Linked DNA regions of Mus musculus: all the other regions are linked to region 2. The links are chromatin contacts, called in public promoter capture Hi-C maps. All regions are on one chromosome and are shown on one strand. Each heading gives the region's core, a stretch centred on a gene start, on an enhancer-like site or on the middle of the called end of the contact. The rest is flanking DNA. Distances are from core to core; before and after follow the strand shown. Region 1 holds the start of Zbtb7b (zinc finger and BTB domain containing 7B). Region 2 holds the start of Fam189b (family with sequence similarity 189, member B). Region 3 holds the start of Pbxip1 (pre B cell leukemia transcription factor interacting protein 1).

What was found. Capture Hi-C pulls out chosen DNA fragments and counts their contacts.
Region 1: a contact with region 2 is called in a promoter capture Hi-C map of adipose tissue. The contact joins the promoter of Zbtb7b here to the promoter of Fam189b in region 2. A contact is called at or near these places in 1 of 39 promoter capture datasets (erythroid cells), 2 of 484 Hi-C or Micro-C datasets (the HL-1 cell line and embryonic stem cells), 1 of 115 datasets of contacts at active chromatin or transcription factors (embryonic stem cells) and 3 of 9 other capture datasets (adipose tissue, liver and pancreatic islet).
Region 3: a contact with region 2 is called in a promoter capture Hi-C map of adipose tissue. The contact joins the promoter of Pbxip1 here to the promoter of Fam189b in region 2. A contact is called at or near these places in 2 of 39 promoter capture datasets (erythroid cells and liver), 3 of 115 datasets of contacts at active chromatin or transcription factors (bone marrow-derived macrophages, effector CD8 T cells and pancreatic cancer cells) and 3 of 9 other capture datasets (adipose tissue, embryonic stem cells and liver).

Annotation. Positions count from the first base shown.
Region 1 is chr3:89,391,185-89,394,831 of GRCm38.p6, reverse strand. Zbtb7b (zinc finger and BTB domain containing 7B) reads left to right here and starts at 1,454. Exons shown (of 3, transcript NM_009565.5): 1 at 1,454-1,797. Gm15417 (predicted gene 15417) reads right to left here and starts at 2,968. Exons shown (of 2, transcript NR_040403.1): 1 at 2,326-2,968.
Region 2 is chr3:89,181,183-89,184,583 of GRCm38.p6, reverse strand. It overlaps Fam189b (family with sequence similarity 189, member B), which reads right to left and starts at 1,441. Exons shown (of 12, transcript NM_001014995.2): 1 at 636-1,441; 2 at 376-432; 3 at 61-171. The coding sequence starts at 860. It overlaps Gm45927 (predicted gene, 45927), which reads right to left. Exons shown (of 19, transcript NM_001310017.1): 17 at 3,308-3,401; 18 at 2,541-2,658; 19 at 1,814-2,285. The coding sequence ends at 2,139. Scamp3 (secretory carrier membrane protein 3) reads right to left here. Exons shown (of 9, transcript NM_011886.3): 7 at 3,308-3,401; 8 at 2,541-2,658; 9 at 1,814-2,285. The coding sequence ends at 2,139. It overlaps Gm16069 (a long non-coding RNA gene), which reads left to right and starts at 157. Exons shown (of 3, transcript XR_003954659.1): 1 at 157-567; 2 at 1,607-2,676.
Region 3 is chr3:89,435,129-89,438,409 of GRCm38.p6, reverse strand. Pbxip1 (pre B cell leukemia transcription factor interacting protein 1) reads right to left here and starts at 1,706. Exons shown (of 11, transcript NM_146131.2): 1 at 1,630-1,706. It overlaps Pygo2 (pygopus 2), which reads right to left. Exons shown (of 3, transcript NM_001293768.1): 3 at 3,279-3,281.

The DNA.
Region 1 (3,647 bases), core at 205-2,704, 210 kb before region 2:
GGGGGGGGGGGGAGAAAGAGGGAGGGAAGGGCCGACTCCACCCCTCCCCCTGCTTGGGGATCCCGGGTCAGCCCGGGTGAGGGCCAGGGCCCCCCTGGCACCGCCCATTGTGGTCCAACAGGTTGAGCTGGTGTCCTGCGGAGCCACCTGCTGGAAAGGGAAGGAGGCCCCCTGCGGAGGGAGCTGGGAAAGAGAACAAGTCCGACCCGGTTCCGCCTGGCCTGCTGCTGCGAAGCCGAACCTGGTCCTAGAGAGCGGGATTTGACTCCGTTTGAAACGAGTAGGAGGGGCCCTTTTGGGGTCTATAGCATCGCCAGCCCAGTTGTAAGCGTCCCTCAGAGACTACCATTCTTTGGGTCGGGCACTTAAATACGAATACCGGTTTTTCCCAAACCCACTTAAGCAAACATCCTAAACCACCCAGGTCTCTATCGTCACCTCGGGGTCTGAGTGAATCTGCGCCAAGATCCCTCCACTGTAGGGTCTCAGTTTCTCCACTAAAAGTACCGGCTGGTTGAAGGCAAAGCGTCGGGGCCCCAGAGGGAGCGCACCTCCCCCTTCCCCTTCCCAGACTCAGTCCCTCCCCTTTGAAAATGCCAAGGCAGCAACGGGCACTGGCTAGAGCGCAAAGGCTCCTTGCCCCGGGCACTGTTCCCTCCCCGCGGGGCGCCGTCACGCGTGGGGAGGGACACAGAGTGCCCACAGACTCGACTCCCCCGCTCCCTCGGAGGGGGATGGGCCAAGAGGCTGAAGCTCAATGTCTAGAGGTTCTCTCTCTTCCTGGGGCTCTGACCTGGTTAAAGCCCCTCGGCAGGACCCCACTCTTTCTAAATTTTAGGTCTTCATCCCCAGCAGCGTATCCGTAACCTCTCATACCATTCCCTCCCCAGGTGGTGACCCTACAGAAGCCCCTCTTGAAAGAGAGGAAGTCCCTGAGGGGGCTGCTCCATTCCCTGGCCACTGCGGACACTGTCTTCGGCCTCCCTCCCCTTCTGGTTTCTGGCCAGCCCAGGCTCCACCCCCTCCCTGGATGAACCCTAGGCGCGTCCCACATGGGATAGGCGGGTGTTCAGGCCAATGGATGGGCAGGGCGGTGGCGTGCAAGGGGTGGAGCTGGGCAGCAGCAGAGGGCTGGACGGGGGTCGGAGGCGGAGCTCCAGTTAAGGTGGACCGGAGGAGATAGTGGTAGAAAGCAGAGAGGGAGAGGGATCGCGGCAGGTGAAGGGAGTTTGAAGGAAAGAAGGGAAAGGAAAAGGGTGGGAAAGGCTCAGGGAGCGAAGCAAAATCTCGGAGAAAAGGGACGAAAAGGAGGGAGGGACCCATATGCTCCCTGCTGGAACTAGCTGTTGGAAGAGGTGGAAGTTTATGTCCTTATTGGGCGGAGGGAGGGGGTGCCTGGGGGGGGCGGATGAAAAACCAGGAAGTGACAGAGGGTGTTGCTAAGGGTGGGGGGGGAGTTTGGGGGTGGCAGGGGCGGGGGGAGGGAGGGGAGGGATGGGGGGAAAGCAAGAGAGAGGACAGGTGAGACAGCAGGACAGGTGAGGCGGGCCTTGGGGGGGGGGGCGAGTGGAAGCCAGGTGAATGTACGGCTCTCCGCGGCCAAGGGGGGGGCGGGCAACAGGAGGAGGCAAAGGGTGGCGGAGGAGGAGCCCCCCAGCAACGAGCAGCGAGCCACTGACCGCGGCCTTCTGACCAGGACCGGAGCAGAGCCCCAAGCCCCCCAGCCTGGCGGGGGACGCGCTTCTTCCTACACCCTGTGCCTCTGCAGCTCCAGCGAACGGACCCAACGGCTGAAAGGTAAGTGAACCCCACTTTTTGTCCCTTGGCTCGGGATACACTAAACTCGAGCCTACTGCAGTGTCCTTCGTGCGTCCTGTGAGACCCCTGTACACACACGTACACACACACACACCAGATTTCAACCAGTCGCATTCCCTGTAGCTTTCCTGGGTCTTTGGAATTGGTTTTAACTTGGAGGAAAGGTAGAGAACTATGGACTATTGGCCTCCCCCCAACTCTGAGCGGAGGGTCTCCAGAAACTTTCTTTGCACTTCTAATATCATACAGACTGTGAGCTACGGGATGGAGAGGGGGTGAGCTGCACTGAACTTACCCCTACCCCCAGTCGCTTTTGTGACTTTAGGGGGAGACCCCAGACCCGACCGAATGGAGGGAATGGAAACCCTGACGGACTATAACTAGGACAACGCGTGTCCCCACCCACCCACCCAGCTCCGCGCCCCCCTGGCACGGTGGGCTGGACCCAGGCCAGTGGCACGGGGGGTGGGGGGCAGCGGGAGGAACCGCGGCTTGGGGGAAAGTTACCGGCTGGACTATTCGGTTTCTTGCGCTTCCAGAGCCGCGTCGTCTCTCCAGCGGTAGTGCGGCTCAGCAGGACGACCCCTCTGCCCCTCCCGCTCCGCAATCACATTCCGGTCTCTCAAGCCTCAGGCCCACCGCCACCTTTTCAAAGTCAGCTTTTGCTCTCACAACTCCAGTGCGAGGGTGGGTGATAAGAACTCGACCTACCAGCGGTCTTGCCGCCGGCGCCGGCGCACCTGCCCTGAGCAGAGTGGGGGTCGCTGTGTGGTAGAAACCTAGTGCGCACCGCTGGCCGAGGTTGGCCATTCAGAGGGGTGGGGGGCGCTGCTTTCCATTTCCAGCTTTCTCTCCCCTCCTCCCACCCCACCCAAGTAAGAGAGCGACGTGTCCTGGCCAGAGCGGGGGGGGCGGGAGTGGGGGGGCAGCGTGGGCAGCGGGTTGTGCCCGGACACGTGCCTGCCCAGGCGCCCCGGCCCTGCTAGTGTTTGGAGAGAGGGCGGGTCCCCTGCCCCCCGCCCCGCACAACCCCCATGTATCAAAGGGCGGCTGAGACGTGGTGAGACCTCGGGGCGCCCTGGGGGGGCGGGGGGTAAGGCGGGGAGCCTGGGTCCGGAGCAGGGGAGGGGCAGAGGCGCCGGTGCTAGCTGACCCACAGGAAACGAGCACTGCTGACCTAGTTTGGGACACCGGAAGTGGGTGCTGGGGAGAAGGGGAGACCGGCAAGCTGTCCTGGCTTCCGGGCCAGGTGGAGGGCGTTCTTGAATTGACCCCCTCCCGAATGCCTTAGAGACCCCTAGCTGCAGCTGAGAACGGGAATGAGTCAGCGCAGCTATTTCTCCTTCCCCCAACTTATTCCCAGAGGAGGGGACCGTTTATCAAGGGTTGGGGGGAGTCAGATTGGGAAGTGAGGAGTTAAATAAACCAAGATAGGAACTCTCTGTTCCCTCGAGGCAGTGTGTGTTTTGGTGAGGGGGGGGGCGCTAAGGCCTGGAGGATTATTCGGTTGCGTTTTGCTACCCCACACACACCAACTGGTTTGGTCACCCCTGTACCCTCCTGGCACTGCTTATGGAGCTGGCATGGAGTGGACATTAGATTGGGAGGAGATACTGGGCATAAGAAGTATTGTGTTGGGCAGGAGAAGGGCATATTTCTGACTTGGTTTGGATGGTAGCTAGTGTTCCTCCTTCGTGGTTAACAAGGACAGGGGGCTCCCCCCGGAGCAGCTGATGAAACAAGGAGAAATCTCTGCCAGTGTCTCCTGTCCCTGGCCCCCGGGACCCCAGCTCCCCCAGCGTGCCTGTTACATGGTTGCTGTAGGCACG
Region 2 (3,401 bases), core at 192-2,691:
CACGGCTTCCTCCCATCTCTCCTAACCCCTTCCTTCCAGGTTTCCCTCCTCAAATCTCACCATGGAGCACTCTCGGAAGTCCCGAGCCAGCTGAGCATTCTTACAGGAGAGAACAGAGCCAGCCATGCTAAGCATGACACAGAGCACCGAAAGCAAGGAGAAGAAAGAGATCTGAGGGAAAGAAGGTGGCATCTCAGGGCTGGGACCTTCAGCAGCATCCCTCTTCCACAGAATGAGCCACCCTCTTCTCAGACAGCTTCTGCTAGCCTTATACCAACTGGAAAGCTCCTGGGAGGCATAACGGGGGGGGGGGGGGTAAATCCCCTTCGCTGCTGGGCACCTGCTTCCTAGTGGGCATCGGGCCTTGGCACCTACCACTAGAGTGAATGGCCGCTTCCAGGACACAATGCCAACCAACCCGGAGAACGCCAGCTAGGGACAGAGTGGGCACAGGCTCAGCTTGGCAGGGGAAGCACCTAAGTGAGCCCCTTGCCACAGGATGCACCCAGCCCTGCAAGGAGGGAGAGGACTGGGAGAAGAAGGAAAGACAACCATGTGGGCTTGCAGGTGAGGAGGGATGGGGCCTAAGAAGCTTCCCCCACCCCAGTACTATATACTCTTTGGACCCCACTCACCGAGAACCCAGCCCAAGATGGGCAGGACCTCTTGATGCTCTCGGTGGTGGTGACAGAGGAGGCCACCATGCTGAAGGTTATCACCAGGATGCCCAAGAGCACCTGGGCCAGCCCCAACGTGAGCAGGGCCTGGAGCCAGGGTCGGTGGAGGCGGAGGTGGGTAAGGCCCCGGGTACTGGGCCGGCTGGTCAGCGAGCGACTGGAGTCACTGGGCGAGGGCATCATGCCTGCCGCCCAGTTGCTCGCACCTCGCTCGGTCCCCCTTGATACTTGTGAGCATCTCAGAAGCACCCAAGCCCTGGTTCTTTATCCTTTCCACAGCCCTCGCTGTAAAGCCCACCTCCTGGCTAGGTCCTCTGGGGCATCGCCCAGGGACGCCAGCTGGAAGGAGGCCCAAAGGAGGGGCGTCACGAAGGGACAGTGAGGGGCTCCCTCCCCACCACCAAACGGGTACCGTGCCCGGGGAGGCGATGAGGACGCGAGGGCACCGGTTCATTGCATTTCCTTAATGAAGAGGGGTGCCGAGAAGGGCTGATCCCAGACTGAAGAGTAGCGTTCCGGAACCCAGGCAAGGGTGGGGAGGGCAAAAGCGAGAGGGATGCAAACAAGTCTACAGAGAGGGGGAAGGTCTGCATGCAGGAACTAGAGGTGCGTTTGGCCATTCAGGGCCGCCTGGTGGGGAGAGGCCGTGGAAACTGTCTCCAGAGTCGCAGACCCGCTCCCCTCCCCACCATGCTCGGCTTCCTTAGCTCCTCCAGCTGCAGCAGGTCAGCCTGTGGAGGTGGGGGATGGTGGATGGTGCGTGGTGCGGAGGAGGGGTGTGGTGGGTGGTGCAATGCATCCCGGGAGCTGTAGTCTGAAAGCAACCCTGGGGAAGGGAGGAGATAGGGAGAGGCCCTCCTCCATCCCTAGCCTCGCCCTGAAGCCTGAGCAGTTAAGGATCATTTCTGGGTCCATTTTCTGCCCCACAGGTTCCCGGGATGAGGTGTTCACACCAAAAGGGACTGACTGCTCATTCATCATTAACAGAGGCATGGTAAACCGAGCTGGGGCTCCCCCATCTCCCGCCTATCAGCCTGCCCACTTTGCCAAGTGCAACCCTCTCCTTGCAGAGTGTTTCCACCCCAGTTCCCCACTCCATACAATGGCCCAATCTCCAGTAAAGATACAGGAAATGGGTGAGTTCCAGTTACACTTTTTTTTCTTTAATTTAAATAACGGAAGAAGACATCCTTGGCACAGCAGAAGGAAACTGGGGTTGGGGTTGTGTGAGAGGTGGCGGCAGCAGTGTGGCCAGATGGGAGATAAAAGGCAAATAATGACTGAGTCACAGCGGGCTCTCCACACCTCAAGTCAGGATTAAAGTCATGGCTGTGGAATGAAGAGCCCCATAGAAGTCACCAAGTGGTGATGGCTCCCTGAATCCCAGAGACTTCAGGGATAGGGACTATCTTGGTTCCCACAGGTGACAGGCCCAGGGCATCCCAGCGGGTGCAGCAGGGGTCAAGGGGCCCTGAAGGCATTTTCAGCAGCTCCGGCAGCTGCATTGGCAGCAGCAGTTCGAACCGCAGGGTTGGAGAAGACACCAGCAGCAAATTCTTGCTGGGCCTTCTGAAAGCTGGCACCCGTTTGGCGGTACAGGGAGTGGATCTGCAAGAGGGAAGAGATTATAAGGGAGGCAGGCCCCTCCCATCCCAGGAGGATGGCACCACTCACTAGTCTCCTGCTTTGTACCGTTCCTTCTGCGTTGGCACTCCCTCCAAACACACAAACTCACCCACCCAAGAAAGTCCATTAGTTGATAACCCACCCGCCCTGCCCCATTTCCTTAATGTTCCACTCAGCAGCCCCTAGGGACCCAATGATCTCACTCCCCAGCCCCACCTTCTCCCGACCGGCCCTCACCCGCTTCAGCATCACGATTCCCAGCACTGCGATGCCGGTGAAGAGCAGGGCGACGAGCAGCATGAGCACCGCCACGGCAGGTTTGGATCCCACCACCACCAGAGCAGTCACCCAGCCGCTGTGGGAAGATGCACGGGTGAGGACCGACCACTCTGCCGGGGCTCTGCTCACCCGGAGTCCCCTAGGTCTAAGAACATGCTCCAGGCCCATCAACGGTCAGGGCCTCGGCCAATATGGCGGCATCCCATGAACCAATCCCACTACATCTATTCTCTTCATACTTTTCAGTCATTTCTGAAGCATCCGCTCCTAGCTCTCCTGGCATCCTCATGAAAAACAGATTCGAGCCAGGCATGGTGGCCCACGGCTTTAATCCTAGCACTCGGGAGGCAGAGGCAGGCAGATTTCTGAGTTCGAGGTCAGCCAGGTCTACAAAGTAAGTTCCAGGACAGGACAGCCAGGGCTACACAGAGAAACCCTGTCTCAAAAAAACCAAGAAAAAAAAAGAGAGAGAGAGAAAGAGATCCTTCTCACTTCTGGGCACTCCCTTGATCTTTCGTCCATTGTGACATGGCCTCTCCAGGAAAATTAATTTTCAGCCTCTGCCTGTCTACTGCTGTCTTGGCTCTAGCCATAGAGTGCCCTGACTTCAGTTACATTAGTCTTTCCCAAGGAAAAGACCCACATGACCCTTAGTTGGACAACCCCATTAAACTGAGTTGCCCAATGTGTGAGGAAGGGCTGAGGACGAATGGTAGCTCACACACCTGAAGCCCCACCCTGGGATGCCAATGGCCTGGAGGACAAAGAACACATCCTGGACGAAGAAAATGAAGAAAAAAACGAAGAAATTGAATGAAC
Region 3 (3,281 bases), core at 457-2,956, 250 kb before region 2:
CCACTTGGGTCACTCCCTCTCAACCTTAAATTGTACAGGTTGATCTCTGGGATCTTGAAAGTGACTGGGGAGAAGTGGAGGAGCGGGGGTTGTGGCAATTACCATCGATAAATTACATTAAGATCTGCAAAATGGGGGGTGGGGAACTGGGTCTCTGATCCTGTCCCTTGCTAATCACAGCTAAGGGCAGCTGGGGTTAAGGTATCACCCTCTACTTCCAAAGACCAGCATAAAGCAAGGCTGTGCCCTTGGGCTAGGGCGGTGCAACCGGGATCAAGTAAGAGGATGGAGTGACAGACAGCTAGCTGACCCACTGGCAGAAAAGGCAGAATGTGAAATTTGACTGTACCAGCCAAATGCTCCCCAACTACTCCCACTGGGTTTAAGTCCTGCATGATTGCCTTAAAAAACCCTGTGGCTCTGGGGCTGGTGAAATGGCTCAGCAGGTAAGAGCACCAGACTACTCTTCCGAAGGTCCTGAGTTCAAATCCCACCAACCACATGGTGGCTCACAACCATCCCTAACGAGATCTGACTCCCTCTTCTGGTGTGTCTGAAGACAGCTACAGTGTACTTACATTAAATAAATAAATCATTAAAAAAAAAAAAAATCCTGTGGCTCCTGTTGGGCAAGATTCAGGCCCAAGATAGGTAAAGGACATCTAGTGGTGTCTTCCACAATGCTCATGTCTCCTAGACACTGATACCCATCCCACACAGGGACAAAACAATTGCAATGACTTCCCTATACCAAGTCCCCAAAAAACCCCGAACTCCCCACCCCCTTCTTCTAGTGACACCCACACAGCCATCTTCCTTCAGCTTTTGGCTCTCAGTCCCTCCACTGTCCTGCCATCCCCAGTTGCTGTGTGTGACTGTTAACAGGTGGCAGCAGGAAGGAAGTGGCCACAGCAGCTAGAGCAGAGGTCCCTGTTTATCCCTGGCTGTTTACAGCCTGCTCAGGTCCTCCAGAACTCAGCACCATGGCAACCAGGGTGATGTCAGACCCATCGTCTCCATGGAAATCGGCAATGGTATGGTATTTAGGTCAACAAGACAAACCTAAAACTGAAGCAGAAGTCTTCCTAGAACCCCTGCACTCGGGGTCCCAACCCTTGATACCAAAAAGCATCCCCGCTTTCCCAGGCCGGCACATCGGCACATTAATACCTTATTAGGAAGCCTGTCTAAGCAATCCAGAGCCCACTTAGCTGCCACCCTTCCCAGCTGTGATTTTAGGGCAGTCTTTGACCTCTAAGAAGAAAACCCACCCACTACTCTCTCTCCCCTTTTCACTCAGGCAGGATTTCACAAAAACTTCTGCTGTTTCTAAAAAAGAGAGTGTTCCCAGTCTGCACAAAACTGGGAAGTCTGGTTTGATATGCCCTTGATTGTCTCTAACTTCCTTCTCTGTCTGACCTTTAAAGGGAAGGACCTGGGACCACAAAAACTTGCCTGAGTTCCTGCTTCGGAATCATCTGTCTCCCTCCTTCCCCGCCCTTCGGTCCTGTGTTGGGCAGTATGTGGACGCCGGGGCTGCCCACTCCTTTTATACAGCTTTGCCCTCTTTTGTTATCTGGGGATAAAGTGGGAGTCTGTAACGCCCCTTCCCGGCAAGGACTCCTTTACCTGACCCAGCTCCTCGCTTCAGTCTTCAGCTTAACTTGTTGCAACCTCCCAGCCCAGGAAGACAAGAGGGGAGTCACGTGGCTAGTGTTTGACCAGTGAAAAGTCGACTTCCCCGCGGGGGGGGGGGGTGAGGGGGAACTTTTGACCAATGAAAAGCTGGACTTGAACGCCCAGGCAGGGGAGAGAAGGTCTACGCAGTACCTCTCTCCCTTGGTTTATCTTTTTTGGTGGGCAATTTGGTCTCCAGCAAAGTAAATTTGGGAGACCTCCCCTCTTTTCTCAGTGTCTAGTGTCTAGTAGGAAGACCTAAAACTGAAAGGTGCTGTCTGATGAGGGGGCAAGGACCAGGTGCCATGTTGGTCCCAGGATAGACAGAGACAGCTGTAGGATGGGGGATGGGGTCCAGTGCAAGTTGTGGGTTTAGAAATAGCCCTCTCACCACTCTTATCCGCCCCAATGCAGACTAAGGATGCCACTACTTTGGATATGGAAGACGGCCAAGCATGGTGGTGCCAGCTCCTGGGAGACAGAGGCAGGTGTGCAGGTGGATCTCTTGAGTTTGATATCAGCCAAATCTATATATAGTGAGTTCCAGGCCAGTGAGGGCTACATAGTGAGATCCTGCTACACATGCACACGCACACCCTGTGGGATGTCTTAGCTGGGTAAAACCTCCACGTGTGCACATGTTTGCACCTCAAGAGATCATACAGACACAAGATAATAAATTTTTAAAAAATTAATGGAGGGAGGTGCTATAATCCCACCACTGGAAAGACTGAAGAAGTGGATGTTGAAGTCCAGCCTGGGCTACTAAACAAATCCCAAACCAAAACCAAACTAAAACAAAAGCAAAAAAAAAAAAAAAAAAAAAAACTCAAACAAAAACAATGGAAGAACCGAGGCAGAAAAGCATCCACAAATTAAAGTCAGGGCTGGATGTGACCCAGCAGTGGAGCGCTGTCTGTCATCTGTAAAATGGAAGGGGAAGCATTTAAGAAATTTCAAATTTTTATGTGGATGGGTGTTTTGCCAGCATGGCTGTAGCATTCTAGAGTTACAGATGGTTGTGAGCTGCCACGTGGGTGCTGGGACTTGAACCTGAGTCCTCTGGAAAAAAACAGGAGTTCTTAACTGGTGAGCCATCCAGCCTGAAAACTCATATTTAAAACCAACCAACCAAACAAACAAACAAAAACCCCACCTTACTTGTGTGTGAGGATACATACCAGCCGTGGGACACAGGGCAGAGGGCAAGCTGCCATGTCAGTTCTCTCCTTCCACCCATGGGTTTCAGAGATTGAACTCAGATCCTCAGGTCAGCCCAAAGTATCTTCACCTGTCACCTCCTTGGGCACCCCAAATAAATGTCTGAAATAAAAACTCTGGACGCAAGGGAACTGGAAGGTTTAAATCCAGAGCTCAGGCCCTGATGCCAGAGGCCTTGGCTCCAACCCCATCTGGCTTCCGACTAGCCCAAGAATTGCTCCAAAAGCGGAGGTTCCCACATTGAGGATCTACAAAGTGGAACAGGGAGGCTGGGAACCTGCTCAGCTCAGTAGCTTGAGCAGGGACAGCCTCAGGCTCTAGGCATCCCCGCTAGCAGGGGCTCAGCCTAACGGTTCTGCGGATGAACAAAGGAGTCCTTGTTT